2 separate regions of the Sus scrofa genome follow, and region 2 is linked to region 1. The links are chromatin contacts, called in public Hi-C maps. All regions are on one chromosome and are shown on one strand. The core of a region is the stretch at or near the end of the contact, and the rest is flanking DNA. Distances in the headings are between cores, read along the strand shown.

Evidence for each region. Hi-C and Micro-C count contacts between places; a contact is called where the count stands out from the background.
Region 2: a contact with region 1 is called in a Hi-C map of liver, with 2.2 times the contacts expected there. A contact is called at or near these places in 1 of 5 promoter capture datasets (fetal skeletal muscle), 6 of 47 Hi-C or Micro-C datasets (embryonic fibroblasts, liver and skeletal muscle) and 1 of 2 datasets of targeted methods (skeletal muscle).

What each region holds. Positions count from the first base shown.
Region 1 is chr5:80,623,668-80,628,717 of Sscrofa11.1, reverse strand. NT5DC3 (5'-nucleotidase domain-containing protein 3) reads right to left here and starts at 3,049. Exons shown (of 15, transcript XM_005664189.3): 1 at 2,800-3,049. The coding sequence starts at 2,998.
Region 2 is chr5:80,670,903-80,675,967 of Sscrofa11.1, reverse strand. It overlaps NT5DC3 (5'-nucleotidase domain-containing protein 3), which reads right to left. Exons shown (of 15, transcript XM_005664189.3): 11 at 3,617-3,698; 12 at 2,291-2,377. Among named protein-coding and RNA genes, the nearest start is that of NT5DC3, 48 kb to the right of the region's middle.

The sequences.
Region 1 (5,050 bases), core at 1,800-4,299:
CGTGGGGACCGGACAGGGGCACCCTGAATGCTGAGTCACAGACCGGCAACACTCGAAAAGGCTCACACGTTACTTCGCCCAGTGCCTCATTCTACAGAAAGAAGCCTACAGAGACCTGGTGGCTTTTTCAAGGCCACATAATAGGGCACTGCCCTAAGCTAAAGGAGACCTGGACCCTAACGCTAACTAACCCACCTCCACTGCTTACTAAGTGTGTCTAAGACGGGTTATTTAATAACCACAGGAGCTACTATCTCCTGAGCATCTGCTGGGTGCCAAGCCCACATTAAAAAGCCTCACCTGGAGTTCCCGTCGTGGCGCAGTGGTTGGCGAATCCGACTAGGAACCATGAGGTTGCGGGTTCGATCCCTGCCCTTGCTCAGTGGGTTAACGATCCGGCATTGCCGTGAGCTGTGGTGTAGGTTGCAGACGTGGCTCGGATCCCGCGTTGCTGTGGCTCCAGCGTAGGCTGGCAGCTACAGCTCCAATTCGACCCCTAGCCTGGGAACCTCCATATGCCACAGGAGCGGCCCAAAGAAATAGCAAAAAGACAAAAAAAAAAAAAGCTTCACCTGATCTCCCCATTACAGTTAAGAAAGCTGAGGTCAGAGAAAAGGAACTTGCCACCAAGGTCACTGAGCTACCAAGTCTCAAATTTCTCCCCTGAGCTGTCCTACTCCAAAACCACCTTGGGATTACCTGCCACCACAGCCCAATTTTGGCCAGAAGCTGATCTTCATCACCCAACCCTTCGGCTGTCTCATTCGCCAGGCTCTGTGCTAAATGCCTTCCACGGATGGGTTCTCTCACTCCCCGCCACAACCATCCCCACTTGACCAATGAGGAAACTGGAGCTTCGTGATGTGCCCAGAGGCCCACAACCTGCAGCAGCAAACCTTATCCATAAAACGGGAATGGCAAAAATGTTGCCTGTCTCGTCTTATAAAACTAAACACACAATTGCCAATCAACCAAAGCAATGGCATTTAGAGAAACGAAAACACTATCTTCACACAAAAACCTGTACACAAATGCTTATAGCAGCTTTATTTGTAATCGTCAAAAACGGGGAACAACCCCGATGTTGTTTGATGAGTGAAGCATGACTGAACAGTTCACAATGCTTAAACCAGCTGTTTAACTGTGATACATATGCAGCCCGGAATACTATTCAGCAATAAAAATGAAAGCGCTATTGATATAGTACATGCAACACCTAAAAACTGGTTAAAGATGATGTTGGATCCCTGTATTAATTCTTCCAAGTGCATGAAATAAAATTATCTCAATTTAAAATTTCAATTTAAAGCCTTGCCTGCCCCAAAGCTGGGCTACATGACCTTTCATTTCTTTCACCTAAGACCTGCAACTCGCAAGGTCTCCAAAGCAGTCTTCTTGCCACCACACACCACCTCAAAAACCAATGCAACACCAAACACTGAGCAAAGGAAAACTAAAACAAGCCCTATTTCATAGAATTCTGCATCACGAGCCACGTTGAGTTCCCTCAGAAAATTATCCCAGCTGGTGAAAATAAGCCTCATGTGCTCATGAACATGACTTCTGGCCAGTTTCTTGTGGTTCAGGAGGTTAAGGATCCAATGCTGCAACTGTAGCAGCGCATGTCTAATCCCTGGCCAGGGAACTTTCACAGGCCGAGGACATGGCAAAACAAAAAACAATGCAAAAGAACAAAAAACATGACTTCCAGCCAAAAGATGGAAAATGTGATTTCACAAAATATTCTCTCCCTCTCTCTCTATGCCACCTCCTCTGCCCCTTCCCCAAAAAATTCAGTATAAAGATTGCTTTTCTGAATCTTCCCTGAAAGAAGCAGCACCAACGGATTGTCACTGGCCCTTTACACCAGTTCCCAAATGGTCAGCTGCTACTGCAAGGCAGTGCAGCAAAGAGGACAATGGGTTGGGGGCTGAGACAGACCAGGGGTCAAGGTGTGACCTTGGCCAGGATCCTTAAATTTGAGTCTGACCTCTCTCATCTATGGATGGAGATGTGGCACCTCGTTCATAAATACAAGGAAGAATTAAGGGAGCAATTTATGTGTCTGACACTAGTCTTTACTGGGTCCTCTTTCCATCCCTCCCCCTTGCCTTACCAACAACCACACCAAGCTGATTTTACGTTCATCTGGCTACAAAGTGGTCATTCCCTGGAACCCCCTTGTCGCTGAGGTTAGCAGATAACTCAGAACACTCCAACCTGGCCTCCTCCTATTTCAAGCACAGCAAATCCTACCCTATCCCCTGAAACAAAGAAGGAAAACAAATCAGCTTCCGAGTACTGCCACCTGCCCAGCATCCAAAAGCCAGGGTAAATCCGCCGCCTGCCGGACTCCGGCTGTTACTATCATTATTGTTTAGTAATACCAATACCTAACGGGGCGTGGGGGTGACTGTCTTTCAAGTATGTCTGTGGCACCCCCTGGACACCCCGAAAGCGCTTCCGATGCAGATTTCTAGCTAAAAACCCCAAAATTGATAAAGCGGCTTTTCCAACAGGAGAAAGGCAAGAGTTGTAAAGTTTCTGGAGGAGCATTTTTCCGCGTTACCCGGAATTGCACTGCAGAGGCGATGTCGCCCGCGGTTGGGGTTGGGAACGACCGAGGGTCACGATGCAGAGGGGGTGGGGGAGCTCTAAAGGTCAGCAGCGGACCGCCGCGGGTCTGGGGGTGCAGGCTTCCCCGCTGACCGCATGGGGCCGGACCTGGCGCCCCAGCACAGCGAGGAGGGGGCCCCCCAAGTACTGGGGGCTCAGGGTGGAGGGCGCCGCCTCACTCACCTTCCGTGCTTCTCTTTGCCTCCCGGTAGCGCTCCCACAGGTAGAGCTTCATGTCCGGGGCGGTCCCAGGTGCTGTGCATAAGGGCCGAGCGAGGCTCGCTCGCGACCGCCGCCGGGCCGCGGTCCCGCAGCCGCCCCGCAGGGCAGCAGCCGCCCTTGCACCCGCTCCACGGGCCACCGCCGCCGCTGCCGAGGCCATGCCTGCCGCCGCCCGGCTGCGAGTGGCGCCCCAGCGCCGGTGCTCTGCCGCGCGCTCTGCCCAGTGGGCGGGCGAGTCCCTACGTCCGAGCACGTGGCGGCGCGGCCCGCCCCTCGGGCCGCCGCGGGGGGCGGGGTCTTGACGGGGCGGGGGGTGGGCGGGGCAGAAAAGTCCCGGGCTGTGGGAACCGCTGGGCCCTGCGCCCGAGCCTGCTGCTGCAGTCGCTTCTTCACCATTTGGCGCGATCGCCCCGTCAGCCTAGGTCACATGGAATGGAACGACTCTGCTGGCCCTGAACCGCGAGATGACCTCGGCGCCGCCCGCCGAGCCTCGCAGCACTTCCTCCTGCGACCTGTGACCGTCTCCCAACCCAGGCTGTACTGACCATGTGCCTCTGGCCCCAGCCCCAGGAGGTGCCCTCTCCACATTAATGGCTTCAGCAGTCTGGACCTCCCCTGGATCGCGGGTGCGGGTCTGGGACGTGCCCCAACGGCTAGCTTGAATCCTGAGTGGGCAGCTGGGCAGAGGGCCCGCACGTGGGCTGATGTGCCTGAAGGGCACCCCCGCTGCACAGCCTGGAAGGCCACTGTCCCTTCGGAGATTTCTGACTCCGGAGGAAGGCCCCTGGGACACCACTCCCCTGCTCACCAGCGTGGTGCACCTGTCTCTCTCAGACCTGGGAGGCTGCACCCACTCTGTGCACTGTGGTTCCACCAAAGCCAAATAAGCAGTAAACGCCAACAAGCGACATTGCTGTATATGGACTGGTCAAACTAGCTTCTGCAGCAAAATCTGATACAGCCCACCCAGAACCCGACTGATAATCTCTGAACTTCGAGGGCTTTGCCAGGCTACCCGGCAACTGTGCGGGGAGCTGGTGAAATGTAATGAGTAACCATCAGGGCTAACTCTCTGCCTGGGAGACAAATAACCCAAAGCATCAAGTTGTGGGCTGGAGGGGGTTGGGAGATGTCTTCCTGGAAAAAGATGGCCTCAGGGTTAGACCTTTGATGGACAGTAAACTACTCTGTGTTTGCAATGTGAGTTTTCTCATGCAGTCCTCTCAGTAATCCTAACAAGTATGCAACCTAATACTCCATTTTTAAAGTGATGAAATTGAGGCTAAGACAGGTGAATAGCATTCTTAAAGTCACTTATCTAAGGAGTTCCTGTTGTTGCTCAGTGGTTAACGAATCTGACTAGGAACCATGAGGTTGCAGGTTTGATCCTGGCCTTGCTCAGTGGGTTAAGGATCCAGCGTTGCTGTGGCTCAGGCATAGGCCACGGCTCCGATTAGACCCCTAGCCTGGGAATTTCCACATGCCTCTGGAGAGGCCTTAGAAAAGGCAAAAAGACAAAAAAAAAAAAAAAAGTCACCTAGCTGAGTCCATTCTTCACCTGGATTTAATGTAGTAGGTACAATTTAGTTGGGTGATAAGGAAGGAGGAAGCCAATAAATAATCCTTAACAGTTAATAGGTAATATCTTACAAATCACTGATAAAAATGAGAGCCCATTAAAGTGTTTAAAACAGATAAGATATCAAATCCGTGAACTCTAGTACTTTAAACCTACTTTATGGTTTTAGTTTATTCCAGTTGATATCTTTTCTTCCTCATGTTACTTTAAAAAGTTGTGACAGGAACTAAATTTTGTTTACATGAAACATTAATTCATAAATTCATAGATGACAGTAATGTAAAAGTCTCACAATTAGAACTTTTATAACATTGCTTCAATATATTTTTAGCTATAGAATCTTGTAAGATCAACATTCTTCTACCTACCACAGAAATATGAATCACTTAAAAGTTGTTCTTTTTAGCTACAATCTGTTACAATATTTTAAGTGGCTAAAAAATAAAATCCCCAGGCCTCCATTATCTTCATTCCTAAGAGGTTTACAAGAAAATATCTTAGCAAAGAGGTCTAAATAAAGACAAGTAGAAAAAAATTACAGACACGAAAGAGCCCATGATAATTTTTATTTTTACTAATATCATTTGAGGTCTTCATTAATTTTGTTTCAAAATGAGATCTTCTTGGCAAAAA
Region 2 (5,065 bases), core at 2,303-4,802, 47 kb before region 1:
AGACGCTGAGCTTCAGACGCTGTCAAACGGGCATTGAACCACCTCGCCTGGAATCACTTCGTAACAAGAGTCATTCCACACGGAGTAAAGTGTGGTAATGAAGTAACTAACTCAGTCTTGCTGACTACAGAGGAAATCATAATTCAAGTCCTAGGACGCGCCAGTCTTTCCAAGAAGCATGAAGAGCCTTATTTTCACATAATAGCTGTTTCCTGGAAATGTCACTTTTGTACCCTTTCAAAATGACAGGCGGGGAGTTCTCGTCATGGCTCAGTGGTTAACAAACCCGACTACTATCCATGAGGACATGGGTTCGATCCCTGGCCTCCCTCAGTGGGTTAAGGATCCGGTGTTGCCATGAGCTGTGATGCAGGTCATAGATGAGGCTCAGATCTGGCATTGCTGTGGCTCTGGCGAAGGCCAGCAGGTACAGCTCCGATTGGACCCCTAGTCCGGAACCTCCATATGCCTTGGGTGCAGCCCTAAAAAGACACACACACACACACACACACACACACCACACACACACACACACAATGACAGGCTGGCAAAAGAAACCCTAAATGATGTTTATGAGCTTTTACAGAGCATTTGTGTGTTTCTGATGCTTTATAATAAAAGAAAAAGGAAAGGACATTGGCATTTATCTCTTACCATTACTTAAATGGAAAGACTTTTTCTGATAAACTGAGTAAACTGCTAATTTCCATCATTTCCAAAATAAATTATCTACTTCATGACTCTGATCTATCCTGCTCAGTAAAATGAGACATTAAAAAAAAATGAAAAATAAACAAAACAAAAAGACAACTTACAGAATGGGAGAAAATAGTTTCAAATGATGCAACGGACAAAGGCTTTATCTCTAAAATATACAAACAACTTATACAACTCAACAGCAAAAAAACCAACAACCCAATTGAAAAATGGGCAAAAGACCTGAATAGGCACTTCTCCAAAGATATACAGATGGCCAACAAGCACATGAAAAATACTCAACATCCCTGATTATTAGAGAAATGCAAATCAAAACCATCAAGAGATACCACGTCACACCCGTCAGAATGGCCATCATTAATAAGTCCACAAATAACAAATGCTAGAGGGGTGTGGAGAAAAGGGAACCCTCCTGCACTGTTGGTGGGAATGTAAATTGGCACAAGCGCTATGGAAAATAGCATGGAGGTACCTCAGAAAACTACATATAGAACTACCATATGACTGACCCAACAATCCCACTCTTGGGCATAAATCCAGACAAATCCTTGAAAAAGGCACATGCATTTATCTCTTATCATGTTCACTGCAGCACTATTCACAATAGCCAAGACATGGAAACAACCTAAATGTCCATCGACAGATGAATGGATTAACGTGTGGTATGTATTTGCAATGGAATACTACATAGCCATAAAAAAGAACAAAATAATGCCATTTGCAGAAACATGGATGGAACTAGAGACCCTCATACTAAGTCAGTCAGAAAGAGAAAGACAAATATCATATGATAGCATTTATATCTGGAATCTAATATATGGCACAAATGAACCTTTCCACAGGAAAGAAACTCATGGACACGGAGAACAGACCTATGGATGCCAAGGGGGAGGGGGAGGGAGTGGGATGGACTGGGAATCTGGAGTTAACTGATGCAAACTATTGCATTTCGAATGAATAAGCAATGAGATCCTGCTGTATAGCACTGGGAACTATATCTAGTCACTTGTAATAGAGCATGATGGAGGATAATGCAAGAAAAAGACTGTGTATATACATATGTGTGTGTCTCTGTGTGTGTGAGACTGGATCACTTTGTTGTACAGCAGAAAACTGACAGAACACTGTAAACCAACTATAAATGGAAAAAATAAAAATCATTAAATTTTTTTGAAATTATAAAAAAAAATGTGGGAGTTCCCATTGTGGCTCAGCAGTTAATGAATCTGATTAGCATCCATGAGGCCACAGCTTCGATCCCTGGCCTTGCTCAGTGGGTTACGGACCCGGCGTTGCCGTGAGCTGTGGGGTAGAGGTCATCAACGCGGCTGGGATCCCTTGTTGCTGTGGCTGTGGTGTAGGCCAGTGGCTACAGCTCAATTCAACCCCAAGCCTGGGAACCTCCATATGCCACAGGTATGCCCCTAAAAACCAAAAAAAAAAAAAAAAATGTGGTTCACTACTCATTTTTATGAAAAGTATAAAAACAGTCTTAAACAAAAGACAAGTTTCTCAATAAGTGGGCCTAACAACATCCTACCCCAACACAACAACAGGGAAAATGTGTCCTCACCGCCAGGTCGCTGTATATATGGTCACCGAAATACAACACTTTGGATCCCCTCCATCCGGTAAGCTTCAAAAATTCATATAAATTGCCCTGCAATAGAAAAACAGAGGTGTTATAGCATATGACAGATAGAGGCCCAAGATATCTAAAACTTAAAAGAATGTTTCTGCATTTACATTTAAATATTAAAATATGAAAACACCTTGACCTGAAGTCTTTCAGACCTTTCTTCTAAGTCAAATGTATTTTCAGAAAGGATTCATATTTTATATACCTCTTTGAAATAATCTAGTTTTTTCACTTAACATTCTGTGATCACGTCAATAAATATTCCCTCAGCTTTCAAGAGCTGAGAACGCCCATGATTCACCTTACCAATTCTGACGCTGGACATTTATTTGTTATCTCTTTGTAAGTAACTTCCTAATAAACAGTCTTATAGCAAAGCTATGTCTGAATAATTTTCTTAGGCTCATGTCCTAGAAGTGGAATGGCTGTATTAAAACTAATCTCTCAGGCCTGGAAAATATATTAGTGCCAAATCCAGCAGTTTGTTACTATCCACCAGGAATGTATCAGTATTAAAAAAAAAAAAAAAAAACTGTACAGTATAATATTATGTATTATAAATATTACACAGATATAAAAAAATTATGAGATTAAAAAAAAAACTAACTTCAATTACACAATAATGGTCAGCAATTCAATCATTTACTCAAACATGGGAGAGCTTTATATGATAACAAAATACATCAAAACTGTGGCACCAAAGTATTGGCAGTGTCTCTGCAGCTCTAGGACCACAGGTTCAATCCCCAGCAGGCACAGTGGGTTAAAGGATCTGGTGTTGCCGCAGCGGCAGCTTCGTTCACAGCTATGGCTCAGACCTGATTCTTGGCCTGGGAACTCCCTATGCCCTGGGGGAGGCCAAAAAAAAACCAAAACCGTACATAAAACACAGTTCATCAGGAAATAATTACTCATTTGAGTGAATACAATGCCATGGGATTAAATACTTTTTTTTTTTTTTTAATACTTCTTAAAGAGACATTTCCAAGGTTCACTACTGGCATCTTGAATTTTTTATCCTATGAAAAGAAGATACTTTAAATTTTGTTTTTTAAAAACTGTTTGATGCCGAATGAACTGAGACATAGCATGTTGAAACTATTGACTGAAGCTGAAATTCCGCCACCACATTACAAACAGTTCCAGCATCGGACCCAGAACTCTGCCCGGCACGTGGCAAGCCTCCACCAATGTCAGCCACTGTCCTTCTAACTGACCACAAAGCACAGCAACAGAAAGGACAGATGGGTCACGAGATACCTGCTTGTAAATCTGGCCTTTCTGCAACTTGTGGATTTTATCCCAGAGTAAGACGCCTTTCTCATTCACCTTTCGAAAAGGTCTAGCAACAGAAAGAGGAAACATTAGGACGCGTGGGAGCAGCGCAAGCTGCTGTCTGCTGTGTGAGAAATTACAGTTACTTCCTGGGAACAGCAAAGAGCTTCATCAACCAAAAACGAAAGCCCACCACCAACGTTCCCTGGCCTCGGGCAATATACCCCAAAAACTGTGGACCTCAGGAGCCAAAGGAGGTTGGTGGAAAAAGAACTCCAGGGTCAAATCAATTTGGAAAACACTACGCACTATGTATGGCCCTCTTTAAAACCACTGACGGCTCTGAAGAGCCCTCCCATGAAGCTTTTCTTTAACCCAGATTTCCCAAACTTCTGTGGCCATGCAGAAACTGTTTCACACACCGCTTATGGAGATAATGCTAGAACATTTATCCAGCTTTGCCCTGACATTCACCCAATCTAGATACAAAATACATTAAAACTGGGCACATGACTTTCTAATGGAAAATGGGGCGGGGCGGGGGGTGGGGAATAAAGGCTCGTTCCTCACCCTGGGGGTGCTAGTCTACAAAACACCAGGCTTATGTGTCCTTTTTCTTTTCTTGGGTAACATGGACTTGGGACTGCCTCTCTGTTAGAAAAATCTATGCTCACTGCAAAAAAAAAAAAAAAAAAAAAGTGGAAAATGCAGAAAAATACAATGAAGAAAAGGAAAACCACGCGTGATTCCAGAACTCTGAAACACACCATCTCAGTGGATACTGTTCGATCTTCCTCTTCCTTATGGACATAAAACCAGGGGGATTTGCACATACTGGTCCCTATCTCCTTTTCTCCAAGGCTGTGAGCTCCTCCCCATGTGATTAGTCTTCACACATCACTTTTTATAGTCATGAAACACTTTCACTGCCTCTTTTTTTTTTTTTTTGTCTTTTTGTTGTTGTTGTTGTTGCTATTTCTTGGGCCGCTCCCGCGGCATATGGGAGGTTCCCAGGCTAGGGGTTGAATCGGAGCTGCAGCCACCGGCCTACGCCAGAGCCACAGCAACGCGGGATCCGAGCCGCGCCTGCAACCTATACCACAGCTCACGGCCACGCCGGATCGTTAACCCACTGAGCAAGGGCAGGGACCGAACCCGCCACCTCATGGTTCCTAGTCGGATTCGTTAACAACTGCGCCACGACGGGAACTCATTTTTTTTTTTTTTTTCACTGCCTCTTTTTTTCAAACACCTTATTTTTAAGGGCTGCATAATATCCCCTCATATGGATGTTCCTTTCGGTCGTTTCTAACCTTCATCACGACAAATAAAACGGGGCTGGACGGAGGTGGAGGATTCTTAATCCGGGCACCCAGAGTGAGGGGCACAGCTGAGCAGGGCCCCTCCCGGGGAGACTGTCTCAGACACCGTCTG